2 separate regions of the Mus musculus genome follow, and region 2 is linked to region 1. Evidence: chromatin contacts called from public HiChIP or PLAC-seq data. All regions are on one chromosome and are shown on one strand. The core of a region is the stretch at or near the end of the contact, and the rest is flanking DNA. Distances in the headings are between cores, read along the strand shown. Region 1 has its middle 120 kb from the start of Edem3. Region 2 overlaps 1700025G04Rik (RIKEN cDNA 1700025G04 gene).

Region 1 (4,401 bases), core at 836-3,335:
TGAAAGTGAATAAGAAAAAAAGTTATAAAAATAATAAAATAAATAAATAAATAAAATGCTAAAGTGCTGCCAAAAATAAAGGAAAAAGAAAAAGAGAGAAAGAGAGAAAAAGAAGAAAGGAAGAAAAGAGAAATAGCTACTGACTCTTTTATAGTTAAAGAAACTAAGCCTCAAAGAGATTAACTTGTCCGAGGTCATACAGCAATAAATGGTAGAAACACAGTACCAACTCAGGCTTGTTCTACTCAGAGGCCTTGCTTATCACCATTCGGCTCTAGTACCCTTCATGTTTACATCTTAGGATGACATGCCGTTGGCATCACTCCAGCCTCTGCCAGAGCCACGCAGAACCTCCTCATCTGCCTTTCTTCTAGGATACTCTGCCCATCCTTCAACAGAAACTGGTGTCTGAAGTATGTCCTTCCTATCCTGAATCCCACCGGAAACCCTCCGCCGTAGATCCGCACTGCCTTGAGGCACGGGTATGGAATTACGCGCAGTTTCTACCCGCAGCCCTTCTCACAATGGCTGCTGCCTACTAATTCCTGGCTCTCCCTCCTCCCCTTTATTTCTCCCTCGCTGCTTTCCCGAGCTGGTGGCTCTCTTCTCAACCTTTTAGGCTCATGAGTGAGAAACAGTAGCGATCTGCAAGCATCATCTTAGTATCTCAGGCATTGTACCGGGTTCTCCCCAAACCATTCCTGCCAACTCTCTTGCCATAACAAAGTCACGCATCCACTGGACCCTGTCTGGCCCAAAGTCTCCGTAGCTCCCAACAGCACGTGATCTCTTCTAAACAAGAAACGCGTGTGATTTGGTATCCACCAGATGACTATTGCACTAAGGGATACTGAAGAACCGCACCCATTCCCCACAGGACTGTGCTCCGTTCTTACTGCGCGATTGGTTGTGACAGGCAGCTTCTGAGAGCACATGACAGCTAGTAGCCAATCAGTGCTCCCCACACCTAGCAAACTGATGTATTTCTTGAGGCGGAGAGTAGGGGGAAGGCCGACTGGGAAGATAGCATCTATGGATCAATGGTGGTAGGCCCCCAGTATTTAAGAGCAAGAGGCCTCTGTCTCCTGTGTACTCTGTGGTTTCCAGGCTGGTGGGTGGTTCTTTGCCCTCCAAAGCCTTTCCTCTTACCAGAGGTCTGTGGTCTGGGGAAGGTTTTGACTGGAAACATTCAGGTCCCTGGTGGTGTTTGGAGATGTGAGACCCTTCTGTGCTAAAAGAAGAAGAAAATGAATGGTCTATTTCGAGCCCGCTAACAATCCACCGTCTAAGAACAGGCAGCAGCTCTGTAGCTGAAAGGCTGGCTTTCTGAGAAGCCCCAGGGAAGCTGGCCATGCGGCAATCGTGGCCTCAGCTCTGGCTCATCCTGCTAGAGGACCCTGCTGCCATAATGGTGGCAAAGCGTCTAGAATATTACGCCTTTGTTCTGGCTTTCTCTCCAGCCCTCCTCAACCTCCTCCCAGAGAACTCTGGTCCTGGAGCCTGTGATGTTCTTGCGTTATGAGTTAGAATCCTTGTAAACCAGAAACTTCGTGCAGGGAAGGGTACCTGTGAGAAAGCCTCCGCCTGTTTTGCTGGGGTATGAGTGGTTCAGATTGACGTCCCAGTCACAGATGTATGTATGCTCACCTGCGGGAGAACATTAGCTTGCTCCTCAGAACAAAACGGGAGCCTCTGGAGCCTGGCATGGCATGCCTGCCTGCCTGCCTGGAGTTTCCATCACACACACACACACACAAATGGTGTTTGCTTTGAATCCTGAGATCCAAAGAGACCGACAGCCACCGGTTCTAAATGTTCTGTCTATTTAAAACCTGACCAGTTGACTGAAATAACAAAGCCTGTTTCTAAGATTACCATAATTAGGAGTAAGAGTCCAGAAACAGACCCACCCATTCATGATCAATTGCTTCCAAACAAAGGTGTCACAGTAATTCATTCCGGGAAAGCATTGCCTTTTGTTTTCTGTTTGTTTTGAGACAAAGTAATCATTGTTTCTGAGTGATCAGGAAACTCACTAATAGCATGCGTGGGCTGCCCTCAAACTCCCCATTCTCCTGCCTTAGCCTCTCTGGACTGCCAAGATCACAAGTGAATGCCACCACTCCCAGCACAGTTGTCCTTTAAATAGATGGTGCTGATGCAGGATGGGATTGCTCCACACCTGTAATCCTGGCACAGGAGGTAGAGCCAAGAAGTCAACCTCAGCTACCTAAAAAACTCATAGCTGAGGAGCTGGCTCAGTGGGTAAGATCATTTGCTGAGCAATCATGACATGGTCCTGAGTTTGAACCCCAGCACCCACGCTATAGTCTGGGTGTGGTCACAAGTGTCTGTAACCTCAGAATTGAGGGCATTTATGTGACATGTTTTCCAAAAAATCCCACACTCCATTACTTATTCAAGAGAAAGAATCTCACCCACCCAAGACTTGTGCAGTAATCTCCATGGCAACTATTCATGATTTCCAAAAGATAAATACTACTCAAATGTCCATCAGCTGAAAAATGGCTTAACAGGTATGGTAGATCCATATAATAGAACGAAAATGGTAAGGGGGAGTTACTCAGAGATACAATACAAAAGAACACCCACAGCATTTGACTAAGTGAAGGGTGCCAGTCTTCAATTCCCCTTCTATGACATAAGGGAAAATCACGACGACAGAATCGGATCAGTGTTGCAGAGGATTTGGACGGAGGAAATTGCAAAGGGATCCTAAGCCATTCCCTAGAGGCAGAGTATATCAAACACTATTCAAAGGTGTATTTTGTATTATTTAATTATCCCTTAATAAATCTAACTGAAAAAAAATGAATCTTCAAAACCAGCTTGGCTCATAAAAACTCATAAACTTGGATCCTTTCTTTTATAATTAGTGGCAGTTTATACCTACAAGGGACAGATTTTACATTTGCTCTATTGAAAGCTAAGTATGATGGCTCACACTTGTGACCCCAGCACTCCAGTGGAACACTGAATGAGGAGGGCTGCTATGAATTCAGTGTTCCAAACCAGTATAGACTGCAAAATGAGATTGTATTCACACACACACACACACACACACACTTACACACACACATACACACACACATACACACACACATACACACACACACATACACACACACATACACACACACACATACACACACACATACACACACACACATACACACACACACACACACACACACACACACAGCGATTTTCTGTAGAAACCCCTTATGAAGACCAAAGTGTGGACACTTTACCCTTTCTTAGAAATGGGAACAAAACATCCATAGAAGGAGTTACAGAGACAAACTTTGGAGCTGTGACGAAAGGATGGACCATCTAGTGACTGCCATATGCAGGGATCCATCCCATAATCAGCTTCCAAATGCTGACACCATTGCATACACTAGCAAGATTTCGCTGAAAGGACCCAGTTATAGCTCTCTCTTGTGAGACTATGCCGGGGCCTAGCAAACACAGAAGTGGATGATCACAGTCAGCTATTGGATGGGTCACACGGCCCCTAATGGAGGAGCTAGAGAAATTACCCAAGGAGCTATAGGGAACTGCAACCCTATAGGTGGAACAACAATATGAACTAACCAGTACCCGGGAGCTCTTGTCTTTAGCTGCATATGTATCAAAAGATGGCCTAGTCAGCCATCACTGCAAAGAGAGGCCCATTGGACTTGCAAACTTTATATGCCCCAGTACAGGGGAATGCCAGGGCCAAAAAGGGGAGTGGGTGGATAGGGGATTGGGGAGGTGGGTATGGGGGACCTTTGGGATAGCATTGAAAATGTAAATGAGGAAAATACCTAATAAAAAAAAAAGAAACCCCTTACCCTGTGGTATCTTGTTACAATGCTGCTACAGATCAATAGAGTCCTCCCAGTAACTGGGCTGTTGCCACTTTTCTAAATCAAATTCTGAGGAGTCTCTCGTGCCTACACAAAGCCCATCAGTGCTCCCCTCCCTCTCAGTCTTCCAGAGTCACTCAGTCCAGGCATCCTGCTTCCTTCCCAAGGTGACCCAGAGACCCCAGCTTAGCTCCCTGACCTGGTTCTTTGAGTCCTTCTGCCTGACCACAGTGACCTGCAATTCCCTAAGAGGTTTTGTCGTCCTGCCCTGTAATTCCTTGGGTGGCAGCCATCCAAGAGGCCTCACCTCAATCCCCTGCCTGTACCCCAATCCCCAGGGCAGAAGAATAATGAGTTCTTGAGAAGTGGAAGAGAGTGCAGGGGCGAGAGAAGAAGGGAGGGAAGGAGAAGGCAAAGAGGGGGGAGGAGAACAATGAAGAACTAGTCTGAACAAGGTCTATTTATGATGACATAGCAGCCAAGGTTCCCATACCCTACCTTAAAGAGCTGGGTTATTTGTTTTTTG
Region 2 (4,557 bases), core at 132-2,631, 190 kb before region 1:
TGTTTATGTGTATGTATTTGTGTGTGTTGTGTGTCTGTGTGTGTTTTGTGTCTGTGTGTGTTGTGTGTCTGTGTGTGTTGTGTGTGAGTGTGTGTGTGTTGTATGTCTGTGTTTGTGTGTGTTGTGTGTGTGTGTCTGTGCGTGCATGTGTTGGAAGAGTCATGATGGAAGGAAGAGTTTACAGTTGCAGGGAGGGTCTGGTCCTTGTACTCTTTGGGCAGATGGGATAATGGATACTGGGAGAGAAGGAGCATTTAAAGGCCATCAGGTAGCACTGGGAGTCTGGCTTCTGGTTCTCACATCTTATTAACCTGGCCTCTAACCTTGTTAGCTCAAATGACTGATACTACTCAGAGTAGTTGGAGGATTAACAGACCAATAATACTAAGATTAGGCAGTCAGGGAGGAGAAGACTAAATAGAAACGGCAGCAATTCTCGCATCTCCCTGCTGAGTAGGTAGATGACTCAGTACACTTTGTAAAACATTAAAATTGCTCTATTAAAACCGGGAAGTGTGTGAATGTTAATATTGTTACATCACAGTGGGGAATGGCTTGTTTTTGGTGGTGGTGTTTCTGCAAATTAAACATAAATACTGAGCTGAAACACTACTTTTCAGTGACTAGATGGGCAGCTGAGGGAACCCAAAAATCTCGGTCAATTGATTCCATAGCAGGCACAGAGTTCAGAAGGTTTGTGTGAGCTCCTGCCTATGAAGAAGACTCCAGCATCCCCGTAGCAGTGGGAAAACACTGCAGAATTGCTGTGACTTCTCTCTCTCTCTCTCTCTCTCTCTCTCTCTCTCTCTCTCTCTCTTCTTTCTTTCATTCAAATCTAAACCAACAGTGGATTGTGATGGGGTCATTTGTTAGGGCTTGGAGCTTTGCTAAATTTAACTATAAAGTAAATGATAACTATCACCAGGCATGGTGGTGTACCTCTTTAATTCCAGCTCTTAGGAGGCAGAAGTAGGAGGATCTCTGTAAGTTCAAGGCCAGCGTAGTCTACTTAGAGAGTTCCAGGGCTACATTGAGAGACGCTGTCTCAAAAAAAAAAAAAAAAGTGTTCTATCAAAAAGGGATTTAAAACAACAACAAAAACAAAAACCTGTTGATTTCTTACAGAGAAGGATCCCTGATAAGAGCATGGAAAAGGGCAAAGTCATGGGTAGTGCTAGCTGGACAGAATGCAAAGGCATGCTTTCCAGAGGCTCTGTCTCCCTTAGGGGATTCTCTGACATTTGAAATGGCTGTTGGAAACGATTGGAAACATCAGATTACACCAGCTTTCTCTTACAACCCAAGCTGATGAAGTCTCATGCATAACAAAAACAACACATTAGGGGCCTTTTATCCAACGCTACAATGCTCACTCAGAAAGTCTGTGCCTTTTGCTGTTCTCACTGTGACCCAGTGGGCTTAGATGGCAGTGTCATTCTACAGGAGACTACCTAGAGCCATTTCTGGAGAAAGGTGAGCCGTGGGTAGTTCCCAACGGTCTCCATTTTCTTTTTTTAGACTTACTATTTTAAATTATGTGTGTGCTGGAGGGGGTTCAGGGATGGTTTGTGCACTTGGGGTAGGCGACCACAGAGATTGGAGGTGTTGGATTCCTTTGGAGCTGGTTTTCCGGGCGGTTGTAAACCTGCCTGACTCAGATGCTGGCAGCTAACTAGTCCTCTGTAAGAGCAGTATACTCGGTTAACTGCTGAGCCATCGCTTTAGCACCCAACACTGCCATCTTGTTGGTTGGTTGGTTTGGTTTTGGTTTTTGTCTTTTTGTTTGCTTGCTTTTGTTTTTGTTTATTTTATTTTTATTTTTTGGTGTTTGTTTTGTTTTGTTTTAGTTTCCCTTCACATTTACTCAGTGTACAAAAAACAGATCCTTTGCAATTTGGGGGAACCTCAGCCTGCGGTTGCCTAAGATTGATAGGCTCTTGCTGGGCGTCTCCCCTTGGTCCAGCCGCATCCCCACGCCCACTCCACAGACTATTCTTTGTTCTTTGCTGGTTAGGTTCCTCTCATGCTGGATCTGATTCTGATCTTTCCCTATTGTAGGAAGAAATCTCTTCACACTAAATGAAACAAAGTAAATGAAACAAAGTAAATGAAACAAAGTAAATGAAACAAAAGGAGGTAAATGAAACAAAGTGAACCTCCTAGAGGATGGGAATGTGGACTGTGGACTTAAAGGAAGGGGAGGGGAAATCGGCGGAAAATGAGCTCGGTGGGATTTAAAGGCAACTTCTGTCCCCCGTGTCCCAGATTGAAGGGTTTCTTCACGGGTCCTGGCAAATTCAAACAGAAAGAAAGCGAGCTTTGCCAAAGTATTAGCATTGTCTTGGTCATGAATTACCAACTCCTTCCAGAACAGTAATTAATTTCTTGCGGAATGAGGGCTTTGCCCTGCCTATGTGGGTAGCTCATCTCTCACCTAGCACCATACCAGGCTCACAGTGGGCGTGACAAATATAGACTGAATTGAATTAAATGATGTGTTGACTCCAGGAGCCCCAAGGACTTATTGTTTCATATTCTACCATTCCGAGTTATTGAGTAATATCCTACGGTTTTAGCCATACCCCCAGTTGGCTTTTCTCTTATTTATGCCTTTCCCCTAGCAGTACAGCCGAGAAGCTACTGGCAAAAGAGAATCCAAGCATTTATATAAATTTGTGTGAGGGCAGGGAAAGAGATACAGCAGAATGGGGATAAAGGATGAAATATCGGCAAGCTTATGAGAAACAAAAGTGATCTATTAAACATTCTCTATGGAAAAGAAGTTATAGAGGTGCTAGGAAATTTATTTTTTCAATATCAACTGAAATAAAATTTGTCTAAAAATTTAAAATAACACCTGTAACAGAGTTTCTATGGCAAAGGCCTATCTCTAGACGCCCCAACAGACTGTCCCCTGTATGCAATTAAATAAATGGGCAGTGGAGAACAGAAGGTTTTATTCACTATGATGGCATCTGTAAGAGGGACAAATAAAGGGGTCCACTGACCCCCAAGCCCATTGTCCCACCGTGACCAATGTGTGCTTTAGAGAAGAAACCAAGGGAACAGTACTTACACAGTCCCGGTCAAGGTGGGGTCTGGTCGATCATTTTCTCCGTTCTGGTTCTGAAAGGTAGTTAAAGAAGCCCTTTTGGGTCTGGAGAAGGATTTATAGTGCTCATGTAGAGGATCTGAGTTTGGTTGAAACTCCACCTGATGCCCCCTGGCTTCAGGACACAGGCACTCACGTGCACTGACCACTCTCCACACCCATTATTAAAACTAGTATTAATAAGGAAGTCTTTATTGCTTGTGGGGATAAGCTGGTTTTCAGGAGGCATTCCTGGGTCAGCTTGTCTCCCATGGGTAATTACCTTCATCTGTTGGGTGGTCTGTCCTGGGAGGCTTTGAAGTTCCTGGAATCCAAGGTGATTCTAAGAGGAAGGGTAAAGGACAATGACGGCTCTGTGCCTTCAGCCAAAGTCAAGTCTGTAGACACAAAATGTAGGCAGATGTCCAGCTTCCATCTCTTACTTCCACTGTGGGCCAAGGGAACAGTCAATACTTTTTAGCAGAAGGAGCTAGGGGGAAAAAAGTTTTATATTATCTAGAAAAGTAAGCTGCAAGTTTCTTCTTATTTCAGAGATTTATTGATATGGCTGGGGGAAAAAAGTATGTAAGCTAAAAGACCTGTGAATAATTTGTCTAAGAAACACAGCATCAGGAGCAATGTTTGATAATAGTAGAGATGAGATCCTAGAAAAGATTGGGAATTGTCTTGGGAAGGTTACAGGATGATTTTTTTGAATAGATCTAGGATTTTATGCCTTCACCCTAACTGCTGAAGATGCTGAGCAGGCAAATTTGTAATAGCAGCACAAGGTTTAGTGTAGCCAGAGTCAGTTCATATCCAAGTGTGTGCATTTCTGCAAATTGAAATGGAATATAATTCATTTTATATAACTAAAACTTACTCATGGTTTATGATGGTATTGAACAAGATTTGCAATCAGGTTTTCTATTTCCTTTTGATTTTTTTTTGTTGTTGTTGTTTATTTTATCTGGCACAATGAAAGTTTAATTTACCAAAAAAATATTTCTTTTCTCAAAATCTCTGTCAACTAGTGTTTCTTCTCTTGGGCAATCATAGAACCCTACCTAGGTAATGCAAATGAAATAATTCCAGTTTAGAGAAACACCCTCGAGGATTTTCTGTATTTTACTGATAACGTGTCTGTTTACATTGGAATCTTTTTACTTAAGGGACAGTTTATGGCCTCAAATCCAAGATCTGAGGGTCCGTCTAGTTTCCAGGATTTAGGTGCTAAGTGGACTTGGTTTAAGGACTTTGCTTTGAGGCTTTGGAGGTCTAGTGGGCAGGACCAAAGGGTGCTCCTGGGTCACGACTGACGGGTGTGGATGCTTCTTGTTTGTGACAATAGAGGATGCTACCTTGTTGTTTGGAATAAGTCGCTGAGCAGCAGGTGCTTTCACACCGGTTGTCCCTGGAGAGTGAGTGACATCTTCCCTTAACCCAGCATCCAGCATCCCACGTAG

Evidence for each region. HiChIP or PLAC-seq counts read pairs in DNA pulled down with a chosen protein or histone mark.
Region 2: an RNA polymerase II HiChIP or PLAC-seq map of embryonic stem cells shows a contact between it and region 1, with 14 read pairs. The contact joins two enhancer-like sites. A contact is called at or near these places in 1 of 15 datasets of contacts at CTCF or cohesin (the NIH/3T3 cell line), 3 of 115 datasets of contacts at active chromatin or transcription factors (all in embryonic stem cells) and 3 of 9 other capture datasets (adipose tissue, liver and pancreatic islet).

What each region holds. Positions count from the first base shown.
Region 1 is chr1:151,876,170-151,880,570 of GRCm38.p6, reverse strand. No RefSeq gene overlaps it. Among named protein-coding and RNA genes, the nearest start is that of Edem3, 120 kb to the right of the region's middle. Within about 2 kb of position 2,085, at least 35 of the 459 cell types and tissues checked have an H3K27ac peak or open chromatin away from gene starts, as enhancers often do. A contact at or near this core is called in embryonic stem cells, where this site is marked.
Region 2 is chr1:152,067,420-152,071,976 of GRCm38.p6, reverse strand. The region is part of intron 1 of 1700025G04Rik (RIKEN cDNA 1700025G04 gene); the gene reads left to right. Among named protein-coding and RNA genes, the nearest start is that of 1700025G04Rik, 21 kb to the left of the region's middle. Within about 2 kb of position 1,381, at least 9 of the 459 cell types and tissues checked have an H3K27ac peak or open chromatin away from gene starts, as enhancers often do. A contact at or near this core is called in embryonic stem cells, where this site is marked.